Linked DNA regions of Gossypium hirsutum: region 2 is linked to region 1. The links are chromatin contacts, called in public Hi-C maps. All regions are on one chromosome and are shown on one strand. Each heading gives the region's core, a stretch centred on a gene start, on an enhancer-like site or on the middle of the called end of the contact. The rest is flanking DNA. Distances are from core to core; before and after follow the strand shown.

Region 1 (6,096 bases), core at 3,367-5,866:
TTCTGAATATTTTTGTTTAATAAGCTAATGCTCTTCTATCAACTGAGTGTAAGTGATAAATGCTTTGCCTCATTCCCAGCAGACAAAGTTCATTGATGAAGAAGGGACTTGTTTGATGTTCATTGGATCATGTCTACAATAATTAATTACCAGAATGATTTGAGATTTTATTTCCTTCAACTATTTTCGAGTTTGATTATCAAATAAATTCATGAATCTATTTGGATTTGATCAAATTGGTCAATCGTGGATGTTTGAATTTGATCAAATTGGTTGGTTTAATCAGGAATTAGTCAGGTATCAAGTTAGAAAAGATATAAAATTGGTTGCCTTAGGTTGGGTATCAAGTTGGAAAAGGCATCAAATTGGTTGCCTTATGTATTTGTATAAATTGTTGAATTAGGTTAAAAAAACTAGTTAATCGGTTTTTAATTTTTATAAATATTATTTTTATAAATTTTTAATAATTTATTTAATTAATTCATTGATAAATTAGTGGTAAAATCAATTTGACTATCGACTTGGTTCTTAAAACTTTTGGCTTGTAACTTTTTGTTAATATATGAATATTATGCTTGGATGTGAAATATAATTCTCAAGTTATTTATTACTTCTAATATTTTATTTTTTATTGTAGAATAATTAAATTATTTGTTTCATTAATGATATTTTAGCACATTAAATATGTATTACAGTTTAAAAATAATAAAGTAGATTATATATTTTTTATAGTATTATATATTTTGATTTTTAATTCATATAATAATAATTATATTAAGAATGTTATTAAATTAAATTTTTTATTAAATTATATTTAATAATAATTATGTTAAAATATGGTTAAATTATTTATTATTTATTATTAAATTATTTTCAATAATAATCTTATTTAATAACAATAACAATAATCATCTAACTAAAAAAATTTTGCTAAGGGTATTCTGGTCATTTTAGTTTTTTTCCTTATGCTATAACAACAACATTCCATTCAACCAAACACAATAATGCTATTACAATTCTATTCCATTCCATTCAACCAAACAGTTGAATTACTGATTACAGCTCTATTCAATTACAGCCCTATTCCATTACAGTGAACCAAACGTACCGTTATATTGTTATTGTTTTGATATTGTATAACTATTGTTTTATTATTAATTTTGTTACTATTTTAGAGGAATTTACTTGTTAAGTTGCATCTATCTTAGTGTTATTTAAGTATATAGATTCTTTAAATTTATTTTAATGTTTTTAGTGTTTTTAATATATTATGTATTCTAATTCTTTTTATATAAAAAATAATATAAAAAATTTTAATATGGGCGAGTCGAGTTGGACCCAAGTTTTAGTAGTTTTAGCCATGCTAAACTTGAGTAAAATTTTACTCTCATTTTTCGAGTCGAACTGAGCCCAAGCCTATTAAATGGATCTAGAAATTTTTTAGCAATTAACCCATGAACACCTTTAATTTAAGGTACATGTTTTTTATCTTAATAATTATTGTAAGGGATAATGACTTACTTGATCATCTAATTTTATAAAAAAGTTATTTTAACTTTTTATTTAATTTTTTTTATTTTTTTAGACTTTAAATTTATATTATTTGTCAAATTATCTCAAAATGAATACAAAAGTTAATATTTGTTTAATTTTACTGACATGACATATATATATTGCAATGTAAATATCATATTAACAATTAATTAATTAATTACTAACGTAACATATACATGACAATCTACTTGTATGTCACGTTAGTAAAGTAAATAAATTTAATTTTTTCAGTGATTTGATTTAAGGATGAAAAAAAAAGAAAACGAAAAATTAAATGAAAAGTTAAAATGAATTATTATTATTATTTTTTATGAAATTGAAGTCCCGATTGTATCTTACTGTAAACCATTCCAAATATATTGAGACCTGAAATATTCCATTTTATCAAAAGAATAGACAAGAACGCAAAGAATTGGGGTTTCAATTAGCTAAAACACCACATTCTTATCACCATTATCATTCCACAAATCTCAAAATTCAGTTTAGGCGAAGTGTAACTTACAGAGACCATTAGTTAATATCCCCTCATAGCTAACAGTGTTTTAGCTTACAAGAACCAACTTATACAATATTGAACAGAAGCGAAAGAAATATATACATTTCTCCGTTTGACAAAAAGGAACACTCCTTAGCAATACACTATGAGGTGATATGAAGCCTTAGCCTACTACATAGCTTTTCACTTCTTCGCAAGCAGCTTCCTTGGAAGCTTATCTAAAGGGGTAGATTTTAGCAGGAACAGACGAGCAGCTCGCTCTTGCAAAGTACCCCCACATTTTAGCCCACGTGACTGCAGTTCAGATTTCAACCGCTCCAATCCAAGAACCTTTTGAAATGATAAATTAGTTTGCCCCCCCCCCCCCCCAAAAAAAAAAAAGGATAAATTAGTTAGTTCTGAATCAACATTGAGCATTATAAAGGCAACAGCATCACCATGTGGCCCATGACAATTTAATGCATATGCCATTTTTAACTTCATTCCATGGTATCCTTTCTTCAATTCTCTAGTTTATATCATCCAACTACTTTTTTAACATCAACACGAAGACACTGCCTAAATAACATCAAACAGCTATGGCAGGATTTAAGCTTTAAGCTAAAGGAAAGCATTTAATAAAATTGCAACAACAAACTAAAGTAAAAAGGGTGAGAGACCGAAAGTTGTATCGCTTCTTCCACCTCCTAGATGCATCAATGGTATCAATCTCTATACAAGGGTGAGAATAACAAGGGCTAGAATGAACAGACAGCCCAAATAGTTCGGATTTATTTGTTAGCAAGTTTATAAACAATGTCTTTCAAACCATCTAAAATTCTATATCTACAAACTTTAATGATTAAAAAAGGAAATAAACAAGCACTCAAAATTAGCTAAGCCTAGGAAATAGGAAAAGAACTTCAAGTGAGCAACCATACCTCCATCTCTGCAGAAGAATTAAAGTCATCAAAGTTCAATGGATTTTCTGGTTCTGTAGCATTAACATTTGAAACTAATGTGTCTTTGTGAACTTCTGGTTTTGGGATAGAAGAACAATTAAGTCCATCAATCAATTCACTTCCAACTCCATTTTCCGCAACCGGATCAGCACTGAGACATTGACTAACTATTTCCTCTTGATTTTGAGTTTTAGTTCCATTTTGTTCTGGCATCTCAGGATGAGCTGCTTCACTCCCAGCAATCACATCTGCTTCAACCATGGCATCAACATCTTCACAAGATTCCGAGCTTCGATGCAGAACAACCTCCTTCTCTTCCTCAGAACCAGTACCACTTGAGACTCCAATTGAAAAGTCTATATCCTGTTTTCCCCCCAAAACTGAACCACAACTCCCCTCAGCTCCCTTACTAGAATCTGAATGATTCCCATTGTTCAAAACTACAGATTTCTCATTTTCCTCATTATCTTCATCCTCACTGCTATAATCACTGTCACTATCACTCTCATCCACTTTCCTCTTTCCCATCCTATATAAGCAAACAAAAATAAGTCAACAATCTATATATCAATACCAACCTTATAAACGGCAAATCAAAAGAGCTTAAAAACTTACCAAATCTTCAATCTTTTGGGGTCAGCTCCTCCCGGCACTGTCTTCCGTTTTCCATTTTGGCAGGCCGCCCTAACGGACTCTTCAACCACCGCCACGCACCTCGCCGACTGCTCTCTGTACTTCTCTACGTACTTCTCGGCCTCTCCATCTCCAACTCCTTTTTTCCCAGTTTTTGCTTTCTTCTTTATGAAGTCTTCAGCGATCTTCTCCAACTTTCTCTGTTCTTCCTCCGCTTTCCACTCCTCCAACCTCTTCTCGGCATTTACATGCCTTAGCCTCCTTCCGCTCATGTCTCGGCACGCCTCGAAATTGCTTGTCTTTTTCTGCCCGGCCTTTGTGGCTGCGCCACGCAGCAGAGACCCGAAACCTCCTTTGCCACCGAGGAGCCGGAGGGAAAGGTTGAGGGTAGCGTTGGAGTGGGAAATCACCGAATCGTCCTTGAGTTGATGGCCGCGAATCAGTCGCTGGAAATTGAAAGGGATTTGGGTAAATTCCTGAATTCGGTGCTTGACATCGCCGACTTGGACTTGAAGGGTCGGGAATAGGAGCGACAAAGTTTCACCATTGAGAAGTTTAACGAACAGCTGTAACTGCCTTGGGTTCAGGTCCTTCATGTCGATATCGTCTCCGCTGATTTGATCATCTTCCATAACAGGTACGTGTCCGTGATTTCAAGATGAAGATTTGGGGATCAGGGGAAAAGGAGAAACTAGGGTTGGGATCCTGATTATAAACCTAATTTCCCGAGTAGTCCATCTTTAATATATTGGGTGTTCGGGTCAACTCCGCCGGGTAACGGAGAATCCTTAAAAGAAAAGGCAAAAAAATGTTTAATTCATCAGAAGGCCTCAATTTTATAATATAAATTTTAAATTGATCCCAAACTTCAAAACATTTTAATTGTATCTTTAAAGTATTAATATTCTATCAACCAAATTCTTGTATCACCTTAGTCATTAGCTTGGATATCAAACATCAATTTAAATATGAGGTGAAACACATTTAATCACATAGTTCAAATTATAAATATATTTATTTATCATATGGACAATTTGGATCACACATGTTAATAAAATAACTTTCTTAAATTTATTAGCTCAATATACTTTTTAATATATCATATTCAAATTATTCATAAATGTAGGTACAAAGTTATTTGGTGTTTAATCCACTTGTTTTGATTTTTAAATATGCTTTATATCAAGTTTGAACTAATATCTAATGTTGAAATTAATACACATGCTGACATAGGGTAGGTTTGGATGGACGATATGTTTATCTGCGATTAATGTAAAGACAGTAGTGGCGGTGATATTAGGTATTGCACTAATATTGTAGCGTGAGACAAAAAGTAAGCTAAATGCACTGCACCCCACCGCACTCCACCGTCCGTCCAAACCCACCCATAATGACCTAATAGATATAATATTTATATTTTAAATATTTGATTAGAAGTTTAGAGAATAATTTAAACTTTAAGCAATAGTGTAGGGACTATTAGTGAAATTAATCCAAAAGTCGTTGGGCCTGGTCACAAAAAACCTGTCATAAAAACTGTTATGATTTCTTTTGTAATGTTTTACTTGGACGGCTCAACAATCGAAACAACGAAACCCTCCATCTCTCTCTCCCCTGATTGCCCGACAGCCCGAAAATCTCCCTTCACATAGAATTCGATTAGCTAAATGAAGAAGGAATATATACCCGATAAAGGTCGGAGCTTACCCGTGGATCCAAATCTCCCCAAATGGATCTGCCAGAACTGTCACCATTCCCTCTGTATCGTCGGATTCGATTCCTACGTCGACAAGTTCCCCAACGACTCTTCTCGATCAGGTTAGGGTTTCTCCAATCTCTTCCTTTTTAAATTTCTGCTTCTGCCCAGTTGTTGAATTTAATATTTTTTCGGTTTAATTAGCTGAGGATTAATTCTTTTCGATTTTGAAGTGGTCTGAGTTGCAAAACTTATAAAATTGGGGATTTTCTATTATCTTCATGTACTGATGCTGGAATTGGGACCAAAACACAGTGGATTCTTCAATTATTTTATTTGGCTACTAAGTACTAAACCTGACTATAATAGCAGTATTTCAAGCTGATGTTCCTTGCTAAGAAAATTGATGTATGAATGATGCAGCAATGCAGGGGGCTTCGATACATGGAGCTAGCAGCATGCTGGGTTCAACACGAATGGATAACTCTTTCGTCGTGCTGCCAAAGCAAAAGCCCTTGGCCCCAGGAATCCCTCCACGACCTCGTGGCATTCCTGGTCAGCCTGATACTGGCCAAGCTAGGAAAGGTATGGAAGAATCATTTGTGGTGGTTGATAAATCAGAGTCTGCTTCTGATGGAAGTGGGACGCAATTACCATCGTCAGAAGGTGGACCAAGCAGTTCTTTGCAGCCGAACAACTCTGGATTTCACTCAACTATTACTGTCCTGAAGAATGCATTTGAGATTGCCACGACTCAGACACAGGTATTGCTCATT
Region 2 (6,109 bases), core at 577-3,076, 250 kb after region 1:
TTGAATGAAAACATGAGGAAAATATTTGGGTTTATATAGAAATAAAAACTAGTCGTTTTTTATGGTCATTGGCAATTGGACCGTTGGGGGAGGTTACCGTTGGGTGAAAAAGCGTCCAGTTGGACGTATTTCCCCCTTTCTCCAAGATTGGCCTATTCTGGTAAATATGTTACAAATTGGCCTAATCACTTAATTAATTTTTAAAATTGACATTTTTGCCTAATTTAGCCTCTCTCTTTTTTCCCTTCCCAAGAAACCTTAGAGACCGCTGCTCTTTCAGCCGCCGTCGATGGTCCACTACGGCCAATAATGCCACAAAAAAGAACCTCTCTTTTACCCCTTTAACCTTTTTCTTCCTTTCATCCATTGCCGCTGTGAATCATCGTGGTCCCCCATTTACTGCCGCTATCTTGGGCGGAAAACAACACCAATCAAATCCTCTTCCTCGCTTGTTTTTATTATCTGAAATGATTCCCTCCAATATGAAGGTATAATATGTATAGTTAGGTTATATTTCCTTACAAAAGCAATATGATTGCGGGACACGCTATAAATAATGTTAAATGGTTCTGGAGGGCTATCAATTTAAAGTATAGGAGTATGCATTCTTGCAAAAAAGCAAATGAAATCAAAGAGACCAGTATTGTCGTGTTTTACAAATAAAATCGAAATGATATACTAAAATATGGTATAATCTTATATAGAAGAAAAATATATTGAAAAACCCTAAACGATAAATTAAAATACTATATATATAACATTGTTGATGCAGAAGCTTGATCGGAGGAAGAAAGCCCAGGCTTGGCGCAAGCTCACATGATGGTAGCGCAAGATCCCCATCTTAATTCATGAGCAAAATTTGATAGACTTGGTCCAAGTTGAGTGTCATGTTTCACACCCTAAACTTTGGTTAGCACTTTTAACTTAGGTAAGATTTAGCATCTGAAAAAAAAAATTTAGCTTTAACTGACAATGTTTTTTTTTAATTTTGATTTATGTAATGATACGACACTCTAATATTGCATCACATCATCATTTAAATATTTTATAAAATTATAATTTTTAAGCGATAATATGATGATACAATATCAAATGTGTCAAATGAATAAAACTGAAAAAGTTGTTAAGTTTGAAGATTAACGAAAATAATTCAAAGACTAAGTAGAGGAAAATTATCAAAATCATGACTTTATCTCTTTTTCTAAGGTTTAATAAGTAGAGGAAAATTATCAAAATCATGACTTTATCTCTTTTTCTAAGGTTTAATATATCATTTGGTACTTGAATTTGATATATTTTTTTAATGTGGTACCTGGGTTGTTTTTTGGTCTAATTTGATATCTATATTTGACAAAAGTTATATTTTTTTTATACCCAAAGGTTACAATGCTAACTTTTTTATTTGGATTTTAGGATTCATTTAATGAAAGTTAATTGCTAATAGTATTATGTTTGAATTTTTTATGATTTTGTTAATAGAATAAATGTAGTGTTAATTGTGAATTTATTTAATTTTCCATTTAATTTGTCAAATATAATCTAATTAATGTGAATTAATTCAGGTTTAGGATTGATATGATGAAAGTTAATTGCTAATATTATTAGCTAATAATTTTTATAAAATCAATTCCAAAACTTGAATTAAAAATTAAAAAATTAATATTGATACTTTCATGTACCTAAATATATATAATTTTTGTCAAATATAAAAATCGTATATTACAATAAAAAAAATTCAAACTAAAATACCAAATTAAATGGTAAATTAAAAGATAATTAAGTGTAACGTTTTTGCTGTATTAAAAGGAAGGTACTATAGTTTAGATGCACTATTGAATTTGTGCAGACAATTATTAGCCACACAAATGAGTTGAGATGAGGAACAGTCCTAAAGACATGATCAAAAAGCCTCTCATCTCACTTCCAACGTGTCATGCAATGAGTGGCAGAGATCTCAGAACTCATTCCACCTCACCACCATTTCATCATTCAAAGTGCACCTTCCAAAGCTAAGGGTCTCTGAGCCTTGTTGTCATCCAATCAATTCCAACAAAAATCCTCCATTGTTGATGGTTCAAGCCTTTCCATCATACATTTGACACCCATCTCTTTGCATAAAAATTATGCAAATGAGGACCCTCAATGCAGCAACTCCAAGTTTGACACCTCTCTCGGTTCTTTCTGAGACAAGAACCGAGGCCAGAAAAGCACCATTGCTCCCCATTGCTTCACCACTCAAACTACCCAACTCCCCAGCTTTTATTAAGACCCAACCAGCTTTGCACCAGTGTTTGTCAAGAACCTTGCATGGTGGTTTACTGCTTCTGTCATCACTTCTCCCCAATGGTTTCGCTAAAGCCTTGTCATACGAGGAAGCCCTACAGCAGACGACGGGATCCTCCTCGTCTGTTAATTTTGACCCAAATGGGATCCTTGATACCGTCGTCAGTTTTGCAACTGAGAATCCCACGGTTGTAGCTGGTGGCACCGTTGCTTTAGCAGTTCCTTTGATTTTGTCTCAGCTGTTAAAGAATCCAAAGCCATGGGGAGTTGAATCTGCAAGGAGTGCTTACGCCAAGCTAGGTGACGATGCCACTGCTCAGTTGCTGGACATAAGGCCTCTCAAGGAGTCTAGAGATGTTGGTAGCCCTGACATTAAGGGATTTGGGAAGAAACCGGTGTCAATTGCCTACAATGGTGAAGATAAACCAGTGTTCTTGACAAAACTGTCTTTGAAATTCAAGGAACCTGAAAATACAACCTTATTCATTATGGACAAGTAAGCTTCTGAAAACCCTATGCCTCGTATATATTTGTTCATATATGAATTCCCAGCATTGTCTATGAAACCTTCGTTTCTAGTTAAGGATCCACTCTTATTGATGATTGTATCACTGTATCTGAGATTAAATGGTTTGTGTGTTGGTTGTGGAGGAAGAATGTAGAACTGAATATGCCTATATGGAGGCTCATTGGCCTTAAGCTACACAATAGAATATGGCCATTACCTCTTTCTTAATTGATCCTGAGTTCCTAACCCATAAATTAACTGCATTTTGTTCCAAGGGTTGAAGGTTTCTAAATTGATAGGCCATACGTTCTTAACTGTTAAAATGTGTCTTTAAACATATGTAAGCATTGGCTGACAAATATTTTATTTGTAACTATATGCATTTTGTTTGTAGGGAAGATGAAACTAGAACTTTCATTTGATTCATCTTCTAATATTGCTTTAAATTTGTGTTGAAAGCCAGATTTGATGGGAATTCTGAACTGGTTGCGGAGTTGGTCACTGCAAATGGATTCAAAGCTGCTTATGCAGTCAAAGATGGTGCTGAAGGACCACGGGGATGGGTGGTATGTGCTGTTCTAAATCAATTTTTTTTTGTTTCTTTCTCCATTTTTTCTAAATTTAGCAATTGCATCTTTTGAGACTGGTTTCAATTCTGCAGAACAGTGGTCTTCCCTGGATACAACCAAAGAAAGGTCTTGACCTTAGCAATTTGACAGAAGCATTCGCCGAGGCCTTCGGAGTACCTATCTTCATCTCCTAATTGCTTATTCACTTCTAAGATTTTGATGTCATAGAGAGACTTTTCTAGATCTTGAATTGATTTTGTTGGAAAGTTCTTCAGCCTTTCTTATTAGTTTTCTTCTATATGATAAATGGTTGTGATAATCTGCAGGGGGGATCAGATGGCCTTTCTGTTACTGTAGGGATTGCTGCAGCTGCAGGGTTAGGCCTTTTGGCTTTTTCAGAGGTTAGGTTTTTGAGTCCTTTTAGTACAGTACCTCTGATTATATATATATACACACACCTCGAAACAACTCAAATTGTGGGTTTGCCATATCTTCTGCAGATAGAAACGATCCTTCAACTTTTAGGCTCAGCTGCTATTGTGCAGCTTGTAAGCAAGAAATTCCTGTATGCAGAGGTAAGTCTCCACTTTATATTAAATTGGATAATCAAATGTCCTAAAATCCTAAGCTCTGTGTAGAAAGTTAGTGCAAGATGAGTAAAGTAAATGAGCATTGCATGGTCCAATAAGTAACAGTACACTCATCCAGTGACTGTTTGTTCTAAATGCTTAAGCTCATACAAAAGGATATGGTTATGAACAAATATGGAATGTGTCACTTAACTTATGTCTCTAGTTCCGTAAGGCCAAAACATAATGGTTTGACTTTCTACTCTGCTATTTGTAACAGAACCGAAAGCAAACACTTAAACAAGTTGATGAATTCTTAAACACGAAGGTGGCTCCTACGGAACTTGTCGATGATGTAAAGGTATCCAACCTTGATATAGACCTTGGTTATTATTTGTATGCTATTTTTATCTTGCATGACTAATTTCTCTATTTTTTGAATTTGCCTGTGAACTCAGCAAATTGGAGCAGCCCTTTTACCAACAACTACCACTAGCAAGGCTCTTCCTGCACCTACGGAGGCAAAACCTGAACCCAAAGTCGAAGCAGTGGCAGAAGCCCCTCCTCAAACAAATTCAGTTCCCGAAACAGTACCCAAGGCAGTTGGAATCACTGGATTTTCAAGACCACTTTCACCCTATGCTTCTGTAATGTCACTTTTTATCACTCCATATGCTGTATGTGCTTGTATTAGAAATTGAAAAATGCCTATGTTTCCATTATTTATGGTGGCAGTATCCAGATTTGAAGCCTCCAACATCGCCTACTCCATCACAGCCCGCCACTAGCAAAGCTATTCATTCACCTCCAGAGGCAAAACCGGAGCCAAAAGTCGAAGCAGCAGCAGAAACCCCTTCTCTAATTAATTCAGTTCCCAAAACAGATGGAAACTCCGGATATCCTAAACCACTTTCACCATATCCTTCGGTAATGTCTCACTTTTATTACTCCATGAATTCCTTGTTTCATCTTATAGTATTTTATAAAGTACTAGAACCTGTTGTTTCTTTTTCCCCTTTCCTACAGTTTCATGCACAAAGGAAAAAAATGCTTACATTTGGCATTGTTTCCTTCCTTTATGGTTGCAGTATCCAGATTTGAAGCCACCAACATCTCCTACTCCATCACAGCCCTAGTTTCATGGTTTCATTACACTGTGTCAGTTTCTTCGGCCAGCGAAGCAATTGGTTGGTCGGGAAACTTTAAAGCTATCAAGTAAGTTGTGTAATCTACCCCCCTGTTAGATGGTTTTCGAGCTTATGCAACGATTGTATCGAAAAATGAGAATCTCCCAAAAGTCTGCTGCAATCATCTGTGTTAATTCATTTGGCTTTTTTGTACTTACTAGTTATATTATAGATCTTACTTTATAATTTTGAAAGAACCCTTTTTAGCATTTTGAGTCAACATTTGAACGAATAATACGATGCAAGCATGTGAAGGTGTCAAGGCATTGTCTTTTGTAGATCAGATGTGAAAAGATACTTGCTTTAATTACATTGATTTTGAAGATTCAAGTAAAATATCGTAGATGGTAGAAGTTGGAATCTCAAACTTGGACTCGATAGTGTTAAATTCCGAGTTCAATCATGTAAAACTTTACTAAAATACTACTTCATGAATTCATCATGTAAATGAACATATGCTCATTTAACAAGCTACCTTCATCTTCATAATAGAAAACCTGTAAATTTTAGCCCTCAACATTTATATATTTTTGTTCATTTGTCCTTTTTTTTAAGATAAATTTGATCAGAGTTGTGTTTTTTTATTTGAAATACTAACTAAAATGTTAAATTATTAAATATGTTAGTCCACATGTACTCGTTATTATTTTGAACTTTTTATAATTTTTGTGAATTTTGAAATAATATTTTGGTAAATAATTTTATTTAGAAAACTTAGGAAAGAAAACACCAAATGATAGCTTTCAAGCAACTTATAGAAAGTGGCAATGTTGGAATAGTGAAAAACCAAAGAGGGAAAGGAAAGTGTAGAACAATTGGTTGTGAACATTTTTGGTCCATGGTCGGGCCCAAACAAGAGGCTCGACGTTAAAGGAATAGGTGTAAATTAGAAACGAAAATACCAGCAAGTGGTGAGTGTAATAACGAGTTCATTGTATTTAAAATTAAATTTTGAAAACTGATATTATTAGAAAGAAAATAAAAAAAAAATCA

The links. A called contact is a pair of places that touch in the nucleus more often than the background predicts.
Region 2: a contact with region 1 is called in a Hi-C map of leaf, with 5 times the contacts expected there. The contact joins the promoter of LOC107933531 here to the promoter of LOC107938159 in region 1. A contact is called at or near these places in 19 of 34 Hi-C or Micro-C datasets (anther, callus, fibers and 4 more).

What each region holds. Positions count from the first base shown.
Region 1 is chrA08:101,970,456-101,976,551 of Gossypium_hirsutum_v2.1, forward strand. LOC107938159 (beclin-1-like protein) reads left to right here and starts at 4,617. Exons shown (of 10, transcript XM_041074602.1): 1 at 4,617-5,442; 2 at 5,744-6,084. The coding sequence starts at 5,292. It overlaps LOC107938161 (replication stress response regulator SDE2), which reads right to left and starts at 4,256. Exons shown (of 3, transcript XM_016871235.2): 1 at 3,607-4,256; 2 at 2,971-3,520; 3 at 1,979-2,380. The coding sequence starts at 4,256. The coding sequence ends at 2,234.
Region 2 is chrA08:102,225,605-102,231,713 of Gossypium_hirsutum_v2.1, forward strand. LOC107933531 (rhodanese-like domain-containing protein 4, chloroplastic) reads left to right here and starts at 1,827. Exons shown (of 9, transcript XM_016865766.2): 1 at 1,827-2,779; 2 at 3,255-3,357; 3 at 3,453-3,533; 4 at 3,687-3,761; 5 at 3,861-3,935; 6 at 4,210-4,290; 7 at 4,388-4,576; 8 at 4,665-4,856; 9 at 5,018-5,378. The coding sequence starts at 2,124. The coding sequence ends at 5,065.